Linked DNA regions of Sus scrofa: region 2 is linked to region 1. A link is a contact called in public HiChIP or PLAC-seq data. All regions are on one chromosome and are shown on one strand. Each heading gives the region's core, a stretch centred on a gene start, on an enhancer-like site or on the middle of the called end of the contact. The rest is flanking DNA. Distances are from core to core; before and after follow the strand shown.

Region 1 (3,500 bases), core at 895-3,394:
TCGTCTACACACATTTTTAGTATGTTATCAATCTGTCTTCAAGGTAAACTGAGCATTTGAATGTTTCGTTAATTTTTAGAAGAGACTTTGGGCTCACCTGTGACATTTGGAAGTACAAAAGAACTTCACCGAAGAAGCGTTGTTCTAATGGAAAAATGAGGGCAAAGAAATTAAATCTTCTTTTAAAAAACTTAACTTAAAAAACATAGCTTACATTTTTTAAGCGTTTTATCTCTGCTTTTTCCTCTTGTTCTTTCCGTCGTTTCTTTTCCTGAAGAATTTCATCTAAAGTTTTCACTTTCCAAGAGTCCTTTTCATCACCCATTTGACTTAAAACACTGCAGGAAGAAAAAGAACTCAATTGGTGTCAGGACACAGCCAGCTGTGGTTCAACGAGAAGCGGAACACTTGTGCCCGTGCCTTCTGAGCCCTCAGTACACATGTTCGCTAAGAGTGATGGGCCCTACAGAGTTCCCGCTGTGGCTCAGCGGGTTAAGAATCCAACTAGTATCCATGAGGAAGCGGGTTCGAGCCCTGGCCTTGCTCACTGGGTTAAGGATCTGGTGTCGCCAGGAACTGTGGTGTAGGTCGCAGACGTGGCTCGGATCCTGCGTTGCTGTGGCTGTGGTGTAGGCCGGCAGCTGCGGCTTCAGTTGACCCCTAGCCTGGGAACTTCCATATGCAGCGGGTTTGGCCATAAAAAGCAAAAAAAAAAAAGTGATTGGCCGTGGAGGATGACTGCCTGGATTCCAGTCATTTTTCTCTCATAGCCACATAGCTGTATGTCTAGGGCCAGTTACTTCACATCAGTTTATCATTTGATAAATGGTAAGAAAACCACCTGCAAGACAGCATCATCTGGGGATGAAATAGGACCATCCAGGTGAAGCTTACAGCTCAGCACATGGCCTTCCCCATGCACTGTTTTTGCCCTCAGGAGACTGTTGTTAGACCACCTGGGTTGGGGTGAGGACTCAGCTAACCCCTATTAGGTTTTTCTGCTTAGCCGACAGAAGGTGTGACCAGCTTGATAGTCTCCCCACAGGCTCGGCTTGTCCTGAGAACATTCCACAGCAATTTGCTATCATTCCTGTGACCTTTAGAGTATCCTGTCTCCAGGACTGAGTCACCTGGGGAAGGCCAAGGACTCAGCAGCTCTGCCTGCTCCCAGGATGAGGAGTTTGGCAGACTCTTTGTCACCATCCCCATCCCACACCCCCTTGTCACAGAAGAAACAACAGCCAGGGCACTTTCTAGGGTAGTGACTGTGCTAAGCCAGTGGTGAGCCCCTTAGATTCCCAGTCTCAGCCAACCTCCCTGATTTGCATCTCAGCTTTGACTTTAACACTTCCTAGAATGGGGCCCTGGGCTTCCTTTGCAAAAGCTCCTGGCCCCCAGTCATTGCCCAGCATTCAGAAAGAGCCAAGGGGGATCCCCCTCTGGCACATGGCTATGATGTCCGACAGGGGCCTGGCTCCAGGAAAAATGCAGACAAGCTCTACTCACAGACCTCTGCTCTCCTGAGATTGAGGCCCCGGGCTTACAGTTTGGAATACAACCAGTGAAGGGTTTTTTATCGTTTGTATTTTTTTAAAGTAAACTTGATACTTTCATTGCTAATTTAAAAATAAGTGGCTTTATACTCATTGTGAAAACAAAAACAAAAACAAAAACAGGCCACCTGGGCTGCGCGAGCCTCTGGCCGACTCGACGGCTGCTGCCCCATTACAGGACACGGGGAGGCTGGGGATGGGGGGCTCCAAAGGCGCGCTCGCAGACCGGGCGGCGGGGTCCTGGCTTCTGGGGTTCAGTCGCGTTAACCCGGGGTTCGACACGGCAGGGGTGGGCTCAGGGAGAGTCTTGGCCCGCCGCCTCCTCAACCCCGAGTTCCGCCCGCGGCCCGATGGGACGAGGAAGCGCGGCATGTAGACCGCCCCGGTCACGCGCCCCAGGCCCACCGGGACCCGAGAGCTCGGGTGAGCTGGTCGCGCCAAGTCCCCCTGCCCGCCCCGCCCCGCCACTCACCCGCCGCCGCCGCCGCCGCCGCCGATCCCGGAGCCTGAGAAGAAACAGCGCCCGGCGCGCGCCAGAATGGTCGTCACTTCCTGTTTCGGCGCGGGGATGATGACGTAGGAGGGCAGGCCCCCGCCGCCGGCTCAGGACCCAGCGGGGTACCCAGCGGGGTGCCCAGCGCGCGCCTGCGCGTCACGGCCCGCGTCGACGCCCACCGGTGACGACACCCGGGCCCTGGCCCGGCCCGGCGCGGCTGCGGCGGCTCGTCCCTCCCTGATCCTGGGCGAGCGCGGCGCTCGGGAAGGACCCTGAGTGCTGCTGTAGCGGACTCCGAGTTTTCCGATATGGAGACAGAAGTCTTGCTCGACCTCGCGCAAAACCGGGGCGAGGAGTTTCCCTGTGACGCAGCGGGTTAAGGACCCGGCGTTGTCGCCGGTGTGGCTGCCGGTTGGACCCCCGCGGGGAACGTCCACGTGCCGCAGGCCTGCCGGAGCAAGGACGTGTTTTAAAGCTGGGCTGCGGCTGGGGGTCCTCAGACCTCTTACTCAGATCGGCTTGAGAAGGTTTTTAAAGCCCTGAGATCCCAAGGCTCCTCCTGTGACCAGCTGAAGCTCGTAGAATGCCGTCCTCTTGCCCAGCTCATTACTCTGCAGACTTTTGTGGTCACGGAGAAATGGTAGCTCGACATTTTGGATCTCAGATCTCAAGAAAGGGAATGAAAAACAAACATTCACATTCACTGTCTCGGCGCGGGCAATGTAGACTGTGACGAGGGATTCAGGCCCAAAAAGGGCTCGTGGGCTTGAATTCTCTCCCCTCTGGGAGGGGGTGTTTGCTTGGTTTCCTGAGTTTCTGCAGACAGGGGAACAAACCTTCACTTTTTTCACTCCTTTCATGCTGAAAAGGGGTGAGGGCAGTAAGGAAGCCCCCTTGTTCATTTCAGTAGGGCAAGCATTTGAGAACTACACAAAGAAAAGAAGTACACATTTAACATTTATTTTACTTTTGCAGACCAAGAGCCTTAGATAGTTGCTTAATTTAGTGGCTTACTTCAGACAAAAATAGCCGGGAGGCATCCACAGGATTAATTACAGAGCATCGAGGTATTACTATGGCAGAATTTGCAGTGACTTGAGTTACTTAACAACTACTTTCTGGAAAGAATTGATTTAATCACATAAATACTGAAACAGGTGAAATATAAACCACAGACATCCTGTACAATGTACTTTTAGTTCTCCACAGTTTTGTTTGGTATAAAGCAAATATAATTTGGTTCTGATACAGACAATTACTGGTACAATTTTCAAGTTTCTCAGTGTGGGAGTCACCCTCACTGTGGCCTCCACAGCAGGGCGCCCACAACACACCCTGGCAGGTCCAGACTCAACTCGTACATCTGCAGTCTAGAAACAGCACATGGGTTGGAATGCCAGTTTTCCTCAAATAGAAACTGAAAAACACACAAAGACTTCGCTAATAAGAAC
Region 2 (3,617 bases), core at 1,030-3,529, 150 kb after region 1:
GAGTCCTTCAAGCTGGTCCAGTAGGAGCAGCCGCCGCGTCCGGGGGAGGCCTGCCTGGAGGAAGGCTGCTTGCTGCTCGCATCCGCCCCCAGCCCACTCCAGGGTGAATAAATGCTCCAGCCATAACATGTGCCTCGGTGTCCTCGTCGGGACGGCAAAGATGTGGGGCTGGAGGTGGGAGAGGGTCTCCCAGGGCCAGCCCGTCCCTTCTGTGGGACAGCAGACAGCAGCGGGAGGGCCAGGCTGGGTGCAGGCTGAGGACCATGCACCCGCCCGCCTCCCTGCCGCCGGAGGAGGCTGCCCGAGGGCCCCTCCCCGAGCCCCTTCCTCTGTGTGGAGACCACTTAGGTACCAACTTTATTCTCTCCCCAAAAAGCAGCGGACGTCACAGCAGACCCTTAGCCCTGTGGGGCCTTCTCTGGGCTGAGGCTGGGCCGGGGGCCAGGGCTGAGCGTAGCAGCCTGTGCGCGCGCGCGTGTGGCCAACACAGGGCTGGCTGGCTCGGCTGCCCAGCGTCACACAGCAACGAGGCCAGGGCTGCAGCACTGTGCTGGATGGTGGCCTTCCTGGGGGAAGGATGGTGGGGGTGGGTTGGGGGTCCCCAGCTCCAAGAGCCCTGGCACAGTCCCCTGTGAGCACAGAGGCTGGTGGCAGGGGGAGGCTCAGGGGGCTTTCCCGTCCCCTCCGGGGGGCACCAGGGCTACAGCCAGGGTTGCCAGGCACCATGGTCCAGTTCCTGGGGCCTGCAGGAGTCTCTAGGCATGAGGCCCCAGGGAGGGGGCTGGCTCTTCCTGTCTGGTCTTGGCCATCCTGATGGCCTCATCGTAGGAGGGTGGCAGGTCGGGGGCGTGCGGGCTGTAGGCAGGAGGGGTCAAGAAGTCGAGGTCCGACTCCCCAAAGGGCAGGGGCAGCCGTGTGCTCAGCGGGTACTGCACGGAGCTGTAGGCTGCAGGGAACCAGAACGGTGTGTGGCTGGGTCTGGCCCTCGCCAGCCCCCTAGCACCCCTGCAGGCAGGAGGGCCACCAGGGGAGGTCTGCAGGCACTCACAAGTCACAGTGCTGTGCACAGGGCTGTCACTGTCCAAGCGGATGGCCGTCAGGTCGCAAGGCTGAGGGGCTGGTGGCAGGTGTGGCTGGGTGTGCGCCCGCTTCCGGAGACAGCAGAACCGGACGCAGCTGGCCGTGACCCCGCACAGCAGCAGCAGAAGGACAGTGAGCAGGATGAGCCTGGGCAGGGAGGAGCAAGGCCCTACCACTGGACTGACCCCTGGCCACTCCTGGGGCCGGGGCAGGGGGTCACAGCCCAGGCGCTCAAGAGAAGGCAATGCGCAGGATAAAAGAAAGCCAGGGACTGTCTCTGCAGGCCAGAGACCTCCTTCCTGGCCAGAGCTGGGCCTGAGGAGCCGGCCCATCCTGGCCTCCTGCTGCTGGGCTGGCCCTGGCTGTCTCTCCAGGCTGGCCACAAGTGGCCTTGGGCTCACTCCCAGGACACCCTGTCCCAGGCTGACTGCACAATACTGTGCCCAGACTAACGACCGTGTTCACAGGGGCCTCCCACAGGGGCCGGGAATGAGGGAGTGGGAGCTGGGCAGCAGGTTAGGAAGGGAAGCTCGCCCAGGGCCCTGGGTGGGGGATGGGGGGTGGGGGAGGCGGGAGTTGTCTTCAGTCCTGAGGACCCACAGCGGAGGTCACCCCTGATGCTGGGGGAGGAAGGCGGGGGGTGGGGGGGTGGACCTGCGAGGCTGCCGAGGGCCCCACTGCCTTCCCGTCAGCGGCCCAGGATGGGGACAGAGACAGGCAGGGTGGGGGTCTGGTGGGCTTGGCCCGGGGTGAACCCGCGCACCTGGGTGTGCGCCGCGACCTCCACTTACCCCACGTGCCACAGGCTGCTCCAGCGGGCCTGGGGCGGGCACCTGCGGGACAGCAGCACCTGGAGCAGGCGGGGCGGGGCCCGGCCGACCGCCCGGCCCGAACCTCCCCACCCCCGCCCGGGGAGGGGCCGGAACGCTGCTCCCTCCTTCCACCCCAATCCCCCAACTTACTGGTCCGAGGGGTCGCAGCTGCCTTCCGCGAAGCTCAGCGCCACCTGTGGGGACAGGGATGCGTCCGGGCCGGGGCGCGCCAAGCGCAGACCCGCCCCATGGTGCCCTAGTCGAGCGCCCGGCGACCCACCTGCGGCAGCGGCAGGAGCGGCGGCAGCAGCAGGACCCCTCGGGAAGCCGGCGGCCCAGCGAACATGCTCGGCGCCGACGGGAACGCGAACCGGGCGGCCTCGCTGCTTTATAGGAGCCCCGCCCCAGGCCACGCCCAGCGCAAGACACCGCCCTCGGGAGACCCGTCCATTGGAGGGCTGGCCGCGTCGCTTTGCCCAGATGCCCCGCCCCAATCCTCTGCCCAAGGTTAGCCGCGCCCCCTAGAGGCCCCTCCCACTCGGGCTCTACCTCCTGGACACGCCCGATTCCCCCGCCCCCAAATCCCCCGCGCCTCGGCCCTACCCTGGAGCCTGGGTCCACGCGGAGGAGGGCAGTTTTGTCCTGGCATCCGGTAATCGGGTTCCAGGTGGGCCGGGGCGCCCCTCGGACATTTGTGGCCGGGTCTGTACGGGGTGTGGGGCTGGGGGGGGCTGGGGGACAGAACACACGTGGCCCACACCCCAGGGTTCCAGGTGAAGGCTAACAGAGGTCAAGACGCTGGGGCACTCGCCGCCCTCTGCCCTTTTCTCCATCACCTGGTGGTCGGGCTGAGGGAAGTGCAGAGTGGTCTGCCTGTTCTGGGGGCGTGGGAGAAGCTACCCCGGCGTGTCTGTCTGCTTGGCGCTCTCAGGGGTCTCTACCTGCATCTCCCCAGTGGAGATGCCTGGATCTACTCTCATGCCTGGATCTGCCAGGTACCTGCTCCTGTCTCTGCCTGAAGCTGTCCTGCACCTCTGGGCTGTGCCAGGGCCCCCAGGGCCCCTTCTGCCCACCCTGCTCCAGCTAGGCCAGCTGAGCTTGGCTCCTGGCCATCCTTCGTCCTCCTCCTGCCTTGGAGCCCAGCTCAGGAGCGGGACGGAGGAGGATGGGCAGAAGTCCAGCCAGCATGGCAGGGCCTTGGCCAGGGAGTACCAGGGTGCGCTAGCAGGAGAGCCAGGCCAGGGTTATTTTTATTTATTTATTTGGGGCTATGTACGTGCAGTCGCTTGATGTGAGATCTCAGTTCCCAGACCAGGGGTTGCCCCCCTGGGCCACAGTGATGAAAACTCTGAGACCGCCAGGGACTGCCAGGCTGGGGTTTAGAGGAGAGCGGCCTGCCCCTCCTGCGGGCCTGCCTGCCGAGGAGGCAGGGGCCATGGGCCACAGGCAGGACTTCCTCCTGGGGCCCAGCCCGGGCTGCAGGACCCTGCCCTCTCTTCTCCTCTGGTGAGAGAGCCCCCGGTGAGGGTTAGGAAAGGACTAGCCAAGCCCTGCAAAATGCTCTGTGTGGCCACTGTCCATGACTCAAGGTTAGGAGGGTGATAGACCTCCTGGCACCGAGGGCCCTGAGGAAGGGGGATGATGGCAGGCGGCTCCAGGCCGATGTCCTGAAGCCCCTGAAGCCCGAGCCCAGGAAAGGCCCAGACACACCTTGTCCTCTCCTGC

The links. HiChIP or PLAC-seq counts read pairs in DNA pulled down with a chosen protein or histone mark.
Region 2: an H3K27ac HiChIP or PLAC-seq map of skeletal muscle shows a contact between it and region 1. The contact joins the promoter of TMEM52 here to the promoter of CDK11B in region 1. A contact is called at or near these places in 1 of 5 promoter capture datasets (fetal liver) and 1 of 2 datasets of contacts at active chromatin or transcription factors (skeletal muscle).

What each region holds. Positions count from the first base shown.
Region 1 is chr6:63,817,816-63,821,315 of Sscrofa11.1, forward strand. It overlaps CDK11B (cyclin-dependent kinase 11B), which reads right to left and starts at 2,145. Exons shown (of 19, transcript XM_021097470.1): 1 at 2,026-2,145; 2 at 215-338. The coding sequence starts at 325. It overlaps SLC35E2B (solute carrier family 35 member E2B), which reads right to left. Exons shown (of 10, transcript XM_021097474.1): 10 at 2,989-3,500.
Region 2 is chr6:63,972,033-63,975,649 of Sscrofa11.1, forward strand. TMEM52 (transmembrane protein 52) reads right to left here and starts at 2,280. Exons shown (of 5, transcript XM_021095198.1): 1 at 2,173-2,280; 2 at 2,043-2,086; 3 at 1,872-1,913; 4 at 1,049-1,176; 5 at 1-946. The coding sequence starts at 2,238. The coding sequence ends at 756.